Regions from separate parts of the Mus musculus genome. Here regions 2 and 3 are each linked to region 1. A link is a contact called in public HiChIP or PLAC-seq and capture Hi-C data. All regions are on one chromosome and are shown on one strand. Each heading gives the region's core, a stretch centred on a gene start, on an enhancer-like site or on the middle of the called end of the contact. The rest is flanking DNA. Distances are from core to core; before and after follow the strand shown.

Region 1 (3,244 bases), core at 359-2,858:
TTTAGATAAAGAGAATCTGGATAATTCCTTTCCCAAAGCGTGAAGGCTGTCATCTCAAAACTATAACAAACAGATTTGGGCAAATGGATATCAGCAGGTTTTTGGGTTCTCTCCACCTCCCCCAGTTTCTTTGAAACATATGCAGGAGTAGTTTCAAGTTTTCAGCGTTAGTGGTAGTCAGCCAGGAGGGCTTACAAACCCTTAGTAATCTTGGGGCTGTTATCACCATTACCTTTGGGATAAAAGAGGAGACTCTTTGAACGTAATAGGATCAAATCCTGCATCACTCAATAACAGGATAAATATGTGTGTATACATTTATTTATTTATGAAACCGTGATTTTGTCTCATTTCAAATTTGCTCTTTATTTCGGCAGTTTATATTAACTTACATAGAATTTGCTCCCATAGAGAAAAGCAAACAGTGGTCTGTAGTCATTCTCCATTACTTAAATCGCCTGTCACCAGCATCTATTGGTGTCACTGACCGCTGAGGGGACATTCAGCCAAGCTGTGGGACAATGCCCTCTAATGATTAGACAGGCTTTGGGGAGAAAGGGTATATTCCTGAGTAATTGGCCCAAGTGGGATTTTAATTAAAATAAATGAGGGTGGTCAACTAACCCTTGCTAGGTAGCATAGGCTAGACTGAGAAGTGAGTTTATTCATCCCCAGACAGAAATGTTTCAATCAGGCAATTATGCAAATGGATACTATTAATATTACTCGTTTCTTTCTTCCTTTGTTCCTAATGAAGGTCAATTGTATCCTGTTTGGCATGGTCAGCTCCTGAGCTGTGAGCCTTCATTAGGCTTCAGTGATGTTTCCCCTGAGACTCCAAAGACCGGTGGGAACTCCGAACGCAAAGAAAACTGAGGCCAGAGGGTGACAAGCCTTGTCACAGTATGCCTCCAGAGGTGCCAATCAAGTGAAGGGCTAATTACGGCTGGGCATGAACTGCCTGCAACTCCCCTGGACAGACAAGGCATGGTGTGCTCACATTAGCCGTTGGTCTCTCTTCTGTTCCACTCTGCACAGCTTTGTCTGAACATGGGTTTCTGCTATAACAAATGTGAAATGCACAAATCAAAGAAAGGGAACTTGAAGGCCTCACTATTTCCTGTGAAGCAAATGGCCGAGGTTTGGGAAAGCCATCCCCTTGCATTAAATTGAGGTGCCTTTCCAGGAACAGACCCCAGAGAGACAGGAAGATGATGACAGAACACCAGTGCATTATGGGAAGCACCGTGTATAGCAGCATGGTGACATTTCCTTAGCCACATCCTGTCCCGACTTTCCTGTCTTGCTCTCTACCTGTCAGAGCATCAGGCTTTTTGCTAAATGGACATGAATGCTCTCGTGATTTGTTTGTTTGGGGGTCAGGGTGTCATGAAGGCCAGGGATTATACATCTTGGAAATACTAACGTGGCCAGTCAGCACTGGGAACCTCACCTCCGAACAGGTCTGGGTCTGTAGGAGAGGGCTGGTAGCAATCGATGTCTGAGGCTGACTGAGAACCAGAGGACGATTGTCATGGGAGAGTGTTGAGGAACGAGGGCATGGGACAGTTTCTGAGCCTGAGTCCTACCCTGTTGTATTTATTCCAACTTCTTCAACTACAGGGTTCTAGCAACTCCGTGCGCACAGACCACTGAGTGGGCTTTCCTAATATGCAGACTATTAGACCGAAGCCCCGGGTTCTACACCTCTCACGCCAGGGGAGGGCTAGCACACATATTTGCACAATTATTAATTATAGTGAATTGTTGTTTTAAGAGCTTTGGTGTTGGCTGAGGGGCCATCTCCGAAGAAGCCTTACCAATCGCCCATCTGCTGCCTTAGTATGTTCTAGAGCTGCCACCTAGTGTCTGACCCCCGGTAGTTATAGCTGTCTATCGCTCAATTTTCACATCTATAAAATAGAGGAAGAAAAATACTTCCTTTATAGAGCTGTGTGGATTAAAAGAAAAGATATATAGAGGTTAATTTTATGGTCTGCAGCAATAAGGCAACAGTGCTAGGTAGCCAAACAGTCACTGAACGTGTATGAAAAGTGAGCGAGTCACCTTGGGTGAATGAACAAAGTCACAAGAGGTTTGTCTACAGGCAATCTCCCCCTCCCCCAAGCAGAGGCATGTGTCCTTCAGGCTAAGAGGTGACATGTGTAATTTAAGGTACCCACCAGCTTGGAACAAGATAGTGACAGTAAACAGATTGGCTTTCTCTTCTGATCTTTGTCATTTAAAATACACATGAATATGGAGCAACCAGCTGTGAAGAAAGAGGGCATATTTAAGACAGGTAGAAAGTAGGGGACACAGCTAGTGCTCAGCTATCAGCAGTGAGGAGGGTGTGGAGGGTGGAAAGAGATCCCTGCTGGGGACCAGGAAGGGGCTCAGCAACTCCGGAGGTAAGGTGGAACCCCAAGTGCTCTGCTCTCTGCATATCCTTTGAATTTACTTTATTTTTTTAATTTAAAAATGTTATGTGCATCTGTGTCAGTGCATGCATGTGTGTACGTGCACTGGTCTGTAGGTGCCTGTGGAGGTCAGAAGATGGTGTTAGATCCCCTGGAGCTGGACTTACCAGCTCTCAGTGAGCCACCGAGGCACCCAGCATGGATGCTGGCAATGCACTGGGACCTGCTGAAGAGCAGGAAGTGCGGCATCTTTTCAGCCTCTATAAGCGAGTATTTTCCAGTGATTGTCTGGAGGCTTAACATGTATGTTTAGAAAGAATCCCAACACACCCTTAAACACCACCACAGGACTCATTTTCCTATGAATATGCATCAACCTCATCCTGTGTCCATAGCTCAGCTTAGCATCCCTTATCTAGACATTGTACAGTTATTACATAGCCATCACTGTATAAACACTGTAGTTATTACATAGCCATCACTGCATAAACACTGTACAGTTATTACATAGCCATCACTGCATAAACACTGTACAGTTATTACATAGCCATCACTATATAAACACTGTACAGTTATTACATAGCCATCACTGTATAAACACTGTACAGTTATTACATAGCCATCACTGTATAAACACTGTACAGTTATTACATAGCCATCACTGTATAAACACTGTACAGTTATTACATAGCCATCACTGTATAAACACTGTACAGTTATTGCGTTAGAGCCATCACTGTATAAACACTGTACAGTTATTACATAGCTATCACTGTTTAAACACTGTACAGTTATTACATAGCCATCACTGCATAAACACTGTA
Region 2 (3,244 bases), core at 340-2,839, 360 kb before region 1:
ATGTGTTACTGCCTCTGGGCACCTGTACTAGTGGCCCTTGTTTCCATATTCTATTCTGTTATTTCATTAAAGCACACAAGATGAAAAGGAATTTATTTCAGAGCACAGCCTGTACTGTTGGAAAGGGTTAAATCTCGGTTCACAGTCGGTGAGCTTTAGACTGAAAGTTTGACCTGGACACACGTGTGTTTCCCTTGGCTTTCGTTGGCTCTACTCAGCTTAGCAACAGTCATGGACAATTGATCATGAATCTTGGGTTGTTACTGCCCCACCCGGCAACCAGAAGAAAGCAATCTCTGAAGAGACGCCCTTTGATATGCCAGGGAACTGCAGTCCTGTCAATATCAGGTGCCCTTAGATACATTAATGAACTCTAGCCCCATGTCAACATCAGAGGAGACTGTGTGAGTACCCAAGGCTTCGTGGGTCAGCAGGAGTCACTGGGAGCCTTAGTCACACAGGCAAAGATCTTTAATTATTTTTATTTTAAATTGTGTGTGTGTGTGTGTGTGAATGTGTGCAGGTGCCTACCTATATAGGCCAGAAGTGTCAGATCACCCTGGAGTTGGAATTACCGGTGGCTGTGAGCCATCCCACGTGGCAGCTGGGAATCACACTCAGGTCCTCTGCAAGACCAGTGTGCACTCCTCCACTGAGGTCTCTCTACCCCATCTCTAACATTTTAAACATGAAGCAAACAAGGCATATGAAAGACCACTAAGAACCACATAAAATTCCACAGATGCACATAAGCCAGCCCTTACAATGATGAATCTTTAGTCATTTTGCCTCTGGATTTTTGCCAGTATGAGTTTAAGCCTTCCCAATTCATTTAACCCCTCCTTTCCTAAAGAAAACCACCGCCCTACACTCGGTGTGTATGCATAAATGTTTTACACACATGAGTCCTGTATAGTGTTATTCTAAACTTTTATAAGTGATACAAATTATTCTGCAAACCACTTTTTAAGATTGAAATTCCATTAAAAATTAAATGAGCTCAGAAGTTTTTAATTAAGCTAATTCATTTATTTTATGTATTTGATTATTTACTTTTAATGCAAGGCCTTTCTTCTGTAGCCCTGGGTGACCTCAGACTTGCTTTGTAGCTCAGGCTGACCTAAAAAATTCCTAACAAGCCTTCTGCCTCAGCCGCCTGGGTGGGATGCTCCGATTCCCTGTTCACTGAAGTTCTTTAGTGAAACAGAATATCCCCTTCTCCACCTATAATAAGATGGGACATTTTGTCTCTGACCCTGTTCCTGCCAGAGAGATGAAACCGTAAGAATTTGGGAATGTTAGGAGTAGGTGTCTCTTGTTCTTAATGAGGCCACTCCTGCGCAGGCGCCTAGAGGCTCAGCATGGGGGATCGATCGTTGTCAGAAAGCCCAGGCCTTAATCAGAAACTTGAAACATTCACTGCCATCTCCAGTGTCTCAGGAGAAGGCAAGGGTTGGAGACTTGAGTTACTCTCCATAATAGCCAGGACCATTCCCCGCACGGTGAAACCTCCGCAGCAATCCACGAAGACGCGCTGTTGAGGTGGCTCAGGGATCACGTGATTTTGGTTCCTAGACCCCACCTTGGAAGGAGCTCGCAAAGTTGCCTGCTGACCTCTGTTGGTCGGCGTTCTGCCCACCTCAGGGCACAGCCGACAGGGAGGCGAAACTCAGGGAGTTTGCTGCCCTCATCCTGCGGCATTGCTGGGCCAGCGCTGGGCTTCAGAGAAGCACGGAGACACTGCTCTGGGAAACTGCTTACTGTTCCACCCAACAGACACGCCGGACAAACAGACTTCTACTCCATGCATTCATATACCACACTTACATCACACACACACTAGCAATAATCATCAACTAGTTCATATAACACACTTACACACATGACACACACACGGAATAATCACCAACTAGATTTAAACCTTAGTCCTCAAAGATCGGGCACAAGACAGCTCCCGCTAAGGCAGAAGGATCACGTTTGCGGTTACCTGGGCAACTTAACGCGCTTATTTTAATAAGCAAATACATAAATAGGTCTGTGTGTAGCTGCGTGGTGGAGTGCTGGCCTAGGGTATGATAGGCTCTAAATTAATCTCCAAAGCCATTAAAATTCCGAAAAGATCTCTCAGGAGGCTTCTCAGAGACAGCAGACCTCAGCATCACAGGACACAGGAGCTTGAAGACTTGAAGTTGGGACTCCTTCAGGCTTACTATTTCCCCCCTGGCTGTTCACTTATCACCTTTATTGTTGTTGTTTTGGTTTGGTTTTTGGTTTTTCGAGACAGGGTTTCTCTGTGTAGCCCTGGCTGTCCTGGAACTCACTCTGTAGACCAGGCTGGCCTCGAACTCAGAAATCCACCTGCCTCTGCCTCCCAAGTGCTGGAACTAAAGGTGTGTGCTACCACTGCCCGGCTCACTTATTGCCCTTTAAATTTTCCTTTCTCTTTATTCAGAGAGAGAGAATCTCATGGAGGCCAGGCTGATCCCAGACTCACTGTATAGCAGAAGGTGACCTTGAGTCCAAGATCCTTCTGCCTCTAACAGAAAAGTGGAGACTGCACACGCTCACTATCACAGTCTCCACTGTCACCTTCATCAGAAGAAAAGAGACAGTGTTGTGCGAACTACTACCTACCTAGGTGGAAAACACATAGAATATTCCAGAAATATTTAAGACTCATGAATTTAAACATAAGACCAAAAGAACCTAGGTCCATTAGGAAATTAGACACTTCTCCCATAACCCAGGCTGGCAGGAACTGTGGGGATCCCCTGCCTCAGTTTCCCATCTGCTGGGATTACATTTGCGAGCAACCACACTGGGCTGAGTAGATTTCTTACTTCCTTAAATAATTCAGTGTAGCAATGGGTCTAATAATCCCTTTGAAGAAGGATTTGACCATAAATGATATATTTTTTTAAATTATAATATTCTCTGGGTGGAAAATTCATGGTCACTACTAATGCTATGTCAGAGCTCAGGCCATGTGTGAGGCATGTGAGGAGATTTCTGAGAGTCTGTGAGAAAGCTCCAAGTAAGCAAGACAAGGGTCTTGACCCCTCTGCTCCTCCGGAGCACAGATTTGTACTGACACAGCACTTTCTTACCCTCCAGGGTGTAGGAAGTACAGGTTTGACTTCAGACTGCCCCAAGTCTTTCCCATTATCATTCAGAATGGCATTTCCAAGAGCTTGTCTTTGTGACTGTACAGCCTCAACTCACGTGACCTTGCCCTTGTGACTGT
Region 3 (3,244 bases), core at 340-2,839, 340 kb before region 1:
AGGAATTAGGATTAGGTTAGGAGCTGGTTTTGTTGTGTGAGAAAGCTTCATAATGACCTAGAATACAGTCCAGGCTGACGCTGAATCCATGATGAGCTTCCTGCTGGGCTTAGAGGTGTTAGCCCCGAGGCAAGCAGGTTAGGGGTAAGGAGTGGGTGAGATTCTCCGGGTCATCTGGTCAGGCCCAGTGCAATGACCAAGGCTCACCTCAAACTCCCTGGGATCCTCTGGCCCTGGCCTCCGGTGAGTTGGGAACCCTTGCTTGTTTGATTGTTTCCAGCTGAGAGTTTGAAGACTTGCAAGCTTTGCAGCTCGGTCAGCTTTTTGTCATGGAAACACAATGCCTTTCACACAATTTATGTTCTAAAACGGTGGAGCTACAAGAAAAACAGGCAAAAAATTCAGTGTTCTAAGTGAGTTAGTGTTGGGCTGCGTTCATGGCTCTTCTTAGCTGTGTGTGGCAGGCAGAATGTGATTGGGTGTCCAGGCACAGTCACTACCACAGTTGTTCAGCTGTTTTTCTGATGTGAGATCAGCCGTAGATCACCTCCACCAGTGGGGGCTTCTACGGCACAGCTACGTCAGACTTTACTTATTGCTGGCGGAATCGAAATTCAATGTAATTTTCATTTTTCACAAAATATCTTTTCCTTTTATTGTTTGAGAAACATCAAAACTGCAAGGCACGAGAGTGCACACCTTTAATCCCAGCACTCAGGAGGCAGAAACAGAGGATCTCTGTGGGTTCTGTTTTACACAGTGAGCTCCAGGACAGCCAGGGCTACACAGTGAAACCAGGTCTCAAACAAACAACAGCAAAAGAAAATATCAAAACAATTCTTGTCTTGTGGATTATACAAAAATAAGTAGAGGGTAAATTTCGCTAGTGTGCCTCATAGTTTGGGAACCTCTAGCCCAGGTTATGTGGTAGATTAGAAGAGAAGGTGCCCAGATCTCTAAGCAAAAGTTGGTTTCACAGGGTCCTCTTGTTTAACACACACTGTGCTGTGTTTTATAAAAAGGAAAAAGAAGCCGGGCTGTGGTGGTGCACGTCTTTAATTCCAGCACTCGGGAGGCAGAGGCAGGTGGATTTCTGAGTTGGAGGCCAGCCTGGTCTACAAAGTGAGTTCCAGGACAGCCAGGGCTATACAGAGAAAAAAAAAAAAAAAAAAAGAAAATAAAAAAAAAAGAAAAAGAAAAAGAAAGAAAGAAAGAAAAAAGAATATGTTTGGTGGTGGACCCATAAGGTGTGGGGGAAGGGGTATCTTTGCTGCCCACACTGAGGCATCCCTTCCCCCTGGGGTAGCAGCCACACTATGGCATAATATAGAATAGAGTTTATTTAGGACAGGGGGAGGGGAGTTGAGGGGGTAGTAGAGACAGAGAGAGACAGACAGACAGATAGAGAGACAGAGAGAGAAAACGATTAGAGGCTGGCCTGAGCACGTGGAGAGAGGGGAGAGGAGGGAAGGGAGAAGAGAAGAGACTGAGGGGAAAGGGGGTAAGAGAGCAAGAGAAGAGATGAGAGTGGGAGGGGCAAGCAGGGTCAGGTAACTGTAGGGCGGAGCCTATGACAAAAAGCCAACACACTGTGTTTGTGGTAGTCACCATAGAGCTAGAGATGATGTGCAACAGGAGAACCCGTAGGATGATTCAGAAAGAAAAGGCTTTCGGAGAAACCTGAGAGCCTGGGTCCACTCCCTGAACCCATGTTTGAAAGAGAAAACTGTACTCTGAGCTCTGAGTTGTGCTCTCACCACACACACACACACACACACACACACACACACACACACACACACACACACACACAAATAGATAAAGTGATAATGGAACGGAGGTGGAAAGGGAGCAATGGCAAGCTGTGGCGGAAGTGGTGTGTCCTTGTGACACAGTCTAGGCAGCGTGGCAGGGAAGGCCAGAGTGACTGATAAGCTTCCTGAAGAGGGCTGAGGGCCACAGAGCCCTACTGAGTTCAGAGAACTGTTGTGCTAGGAGTGACTTCAGCAAGGCCAGGGAGATGAAAGCCCTGACTTGGAGGGCATGAACTTCAGACAGCAGTAAAGCGTTTCCGGTATGAGATGCCTCGTGCAGTTTATGTACAGGTCAAAGTCTTTGCCAAGAAAAAAAGGAACCAGGCTGTCAGCGATAGAGAGATGAGGTTAGAGTTTGAGGCGTGAACCAGATTAGAACACTGAGCATGGAAGCAGAGAGCCCGTGGATGGTCCAGGACACAGGAGAGAGATCCAGCAATGTCTCACACAGGTGGATGGACGGATGGATAGTTGGATGGATGGATGGATGGATGGCGTTTGTTAGCTTTCGCTGCCTCCCTCTTCACTTTTCTTCTTCCAGTGTCTGAATGTCTGAGAGAAGACATTTAAGGGGGAAAGGGTTTAATTTGGTGTATTGTCTTTCCAACTTGAGGGAGACATCACAGCAGGAGGGGGAGGCTGGCTGCTCGTATTGCATCTGCCCTCAGAGAGGGGGGAGGGAGGGATGAAAGGAAGTGGGGATCAGGCTGTGACATCTCAAGGCCTGCCTCCAGGAGTTACTTCCTGCAGAGACTCAATACAGTGCCACCAGCTGGAGATCAAGTGCTTAGACGTGGGAACCTCCTGCAGTCATTTCAAAGTCAAACCACACTACTTCCCTTTTGAACACCAGTTCTCAAGTTATACCCCTATGCCCTAGGATTTAGGTCCTTTAAGGTCCCTTTTCCTTCTGTCAAGGAAGTGGGAGACTAAAGAGTAAAAGGTAGGAACACGAAAGCTGGGGTTGTGCATGGGGGGGGGGGGAGACATTTCCCTTCCTTCTGCTCTTTCTGGTTCTTTACAAAAAGATTTTGTTTTGATATGTGTGTGTGTGTGTGTGTGTGTGTGTGTGTGTGTGTGTGTGTGTGTGTGTGTGTGCACAAGTGCTCAAGTGAGTTCATTTGCCCTTGGAGTCCAGAAGCCGGTGTCATGGGTGCTAGGGACTAAGTCTGGGTTCTCTGGGAATCAGTGTGCTAGTTTTAATAAGAATAGCCCCCCACCCCATAGGTTCATATCTTTGAATGCTTAGTTATCAGAAGTGGCATTACTATTGAGAAGGATTAGAAAGTGTGGTTTTAGCCGGGCGGTGGTGTCGCACGCCTTTAATCCCAGCACTTGGGAGGCAGAGGCAGGTGGATTTCTGAGTTCGAGGCCAGCCTGGTCTACAAAGTGAGTTCCAGGACAGCCAGAGCTACACAGAGAAACCCTGT

The links. HiChIP or PLAC-seq counts read pairs in DNA pulled down with a chosen protein or histone mark. Capture Hi-C pulls out chosen DNA fragments and counts their contacts.
Region 2: an H3K27ac HiChIP or PLAC-seq map of embryonic stem cells shows a contact between it and region 1, with 5 read pairs. The contact joins two enhancer-like sites. A contact is called at or near these places in 3 of 115 datasets of contacts at active chromatin or transcription factors (bone marrow-derived macrophages, embryonic stem cells and memory CD8 T cells).
Region 3: a capture Hi-C map of embryonic stem cells shows a contact between it and region 1, with 4 times the contacts expected there. The contact joins two enhancer-like sites. A contact is called at or near these places in 2 of 39 promoter capture datasets (embryonic stem cells and hippocampal neurons), 20 of 484 Hi-C or Micro-C datasets (CD8 T cells, the G1E-ER4 cell line, the P5424 cell line and 4 more), 2 of 115 datasets of contacts at active chromatin or transcription factors (embryonic forebrain and embryonic stem cells) and 1 of 9 other capture datasets (embryonic stem cells).

The regions. Positions count from the first base shown.
Region 1 is chr6:142,778,150-142,781,393 of GRCm38.p6, reverse strand. No RefSeq gene overlaps it. Among named protein-coding and RNA genes, the nearest start is that of Gm46981, 3.9 kb to the left of the region's middle. Within about 2 kb of position 1,608, at least 69 of the 459 cell types and tissues checked have an H3K27ac peak or open chromatin away from gene starts, as enhancers often do. A contact at or near this core is called in CD8 T cells, the P5424 cell line and embryonic stem cells, where this site is marked.
Region 2 is chr6:143,142,311-143,145,554 of GRCm38.p6, reverse strand. The region is part of intron 5 of Gm31108 (predicted gene, 31108); the gene reads left to right. Among named protein-coding and RNA genes, the nearest start is that of Gm38921, 3.1 kb to the left of the region's middle. Within about 2 kb of position 1,589, at least 35 of the 459 cell types and tissues checked have an H3K27ac peak or open chromatin away from gene starts, as enhancers often do. A contact at or near this core is called in embryonic stem cells, where this site is marked.
Region 3 is chr6:143,114,051-143,117,294 of GRCm38.p6, reverse strand. The region is part of intron 7 of Gm31108 (predicted gene, 31108); the gene reads left to right. Among named protein-coding and RNA genes, the nearest start is that of C2cd5, 16 kb to the right of the region's middle. Within about 2 kb of position 1,589, at least 115 of the 459 cell types and tissues checked have an H3K27ac peak or open chromatin away from gene starts, as enhancers often do. A contact at or near this core is called in CD8 T cells, the P5424 cell line and embryonic stem cells, where this site is marked.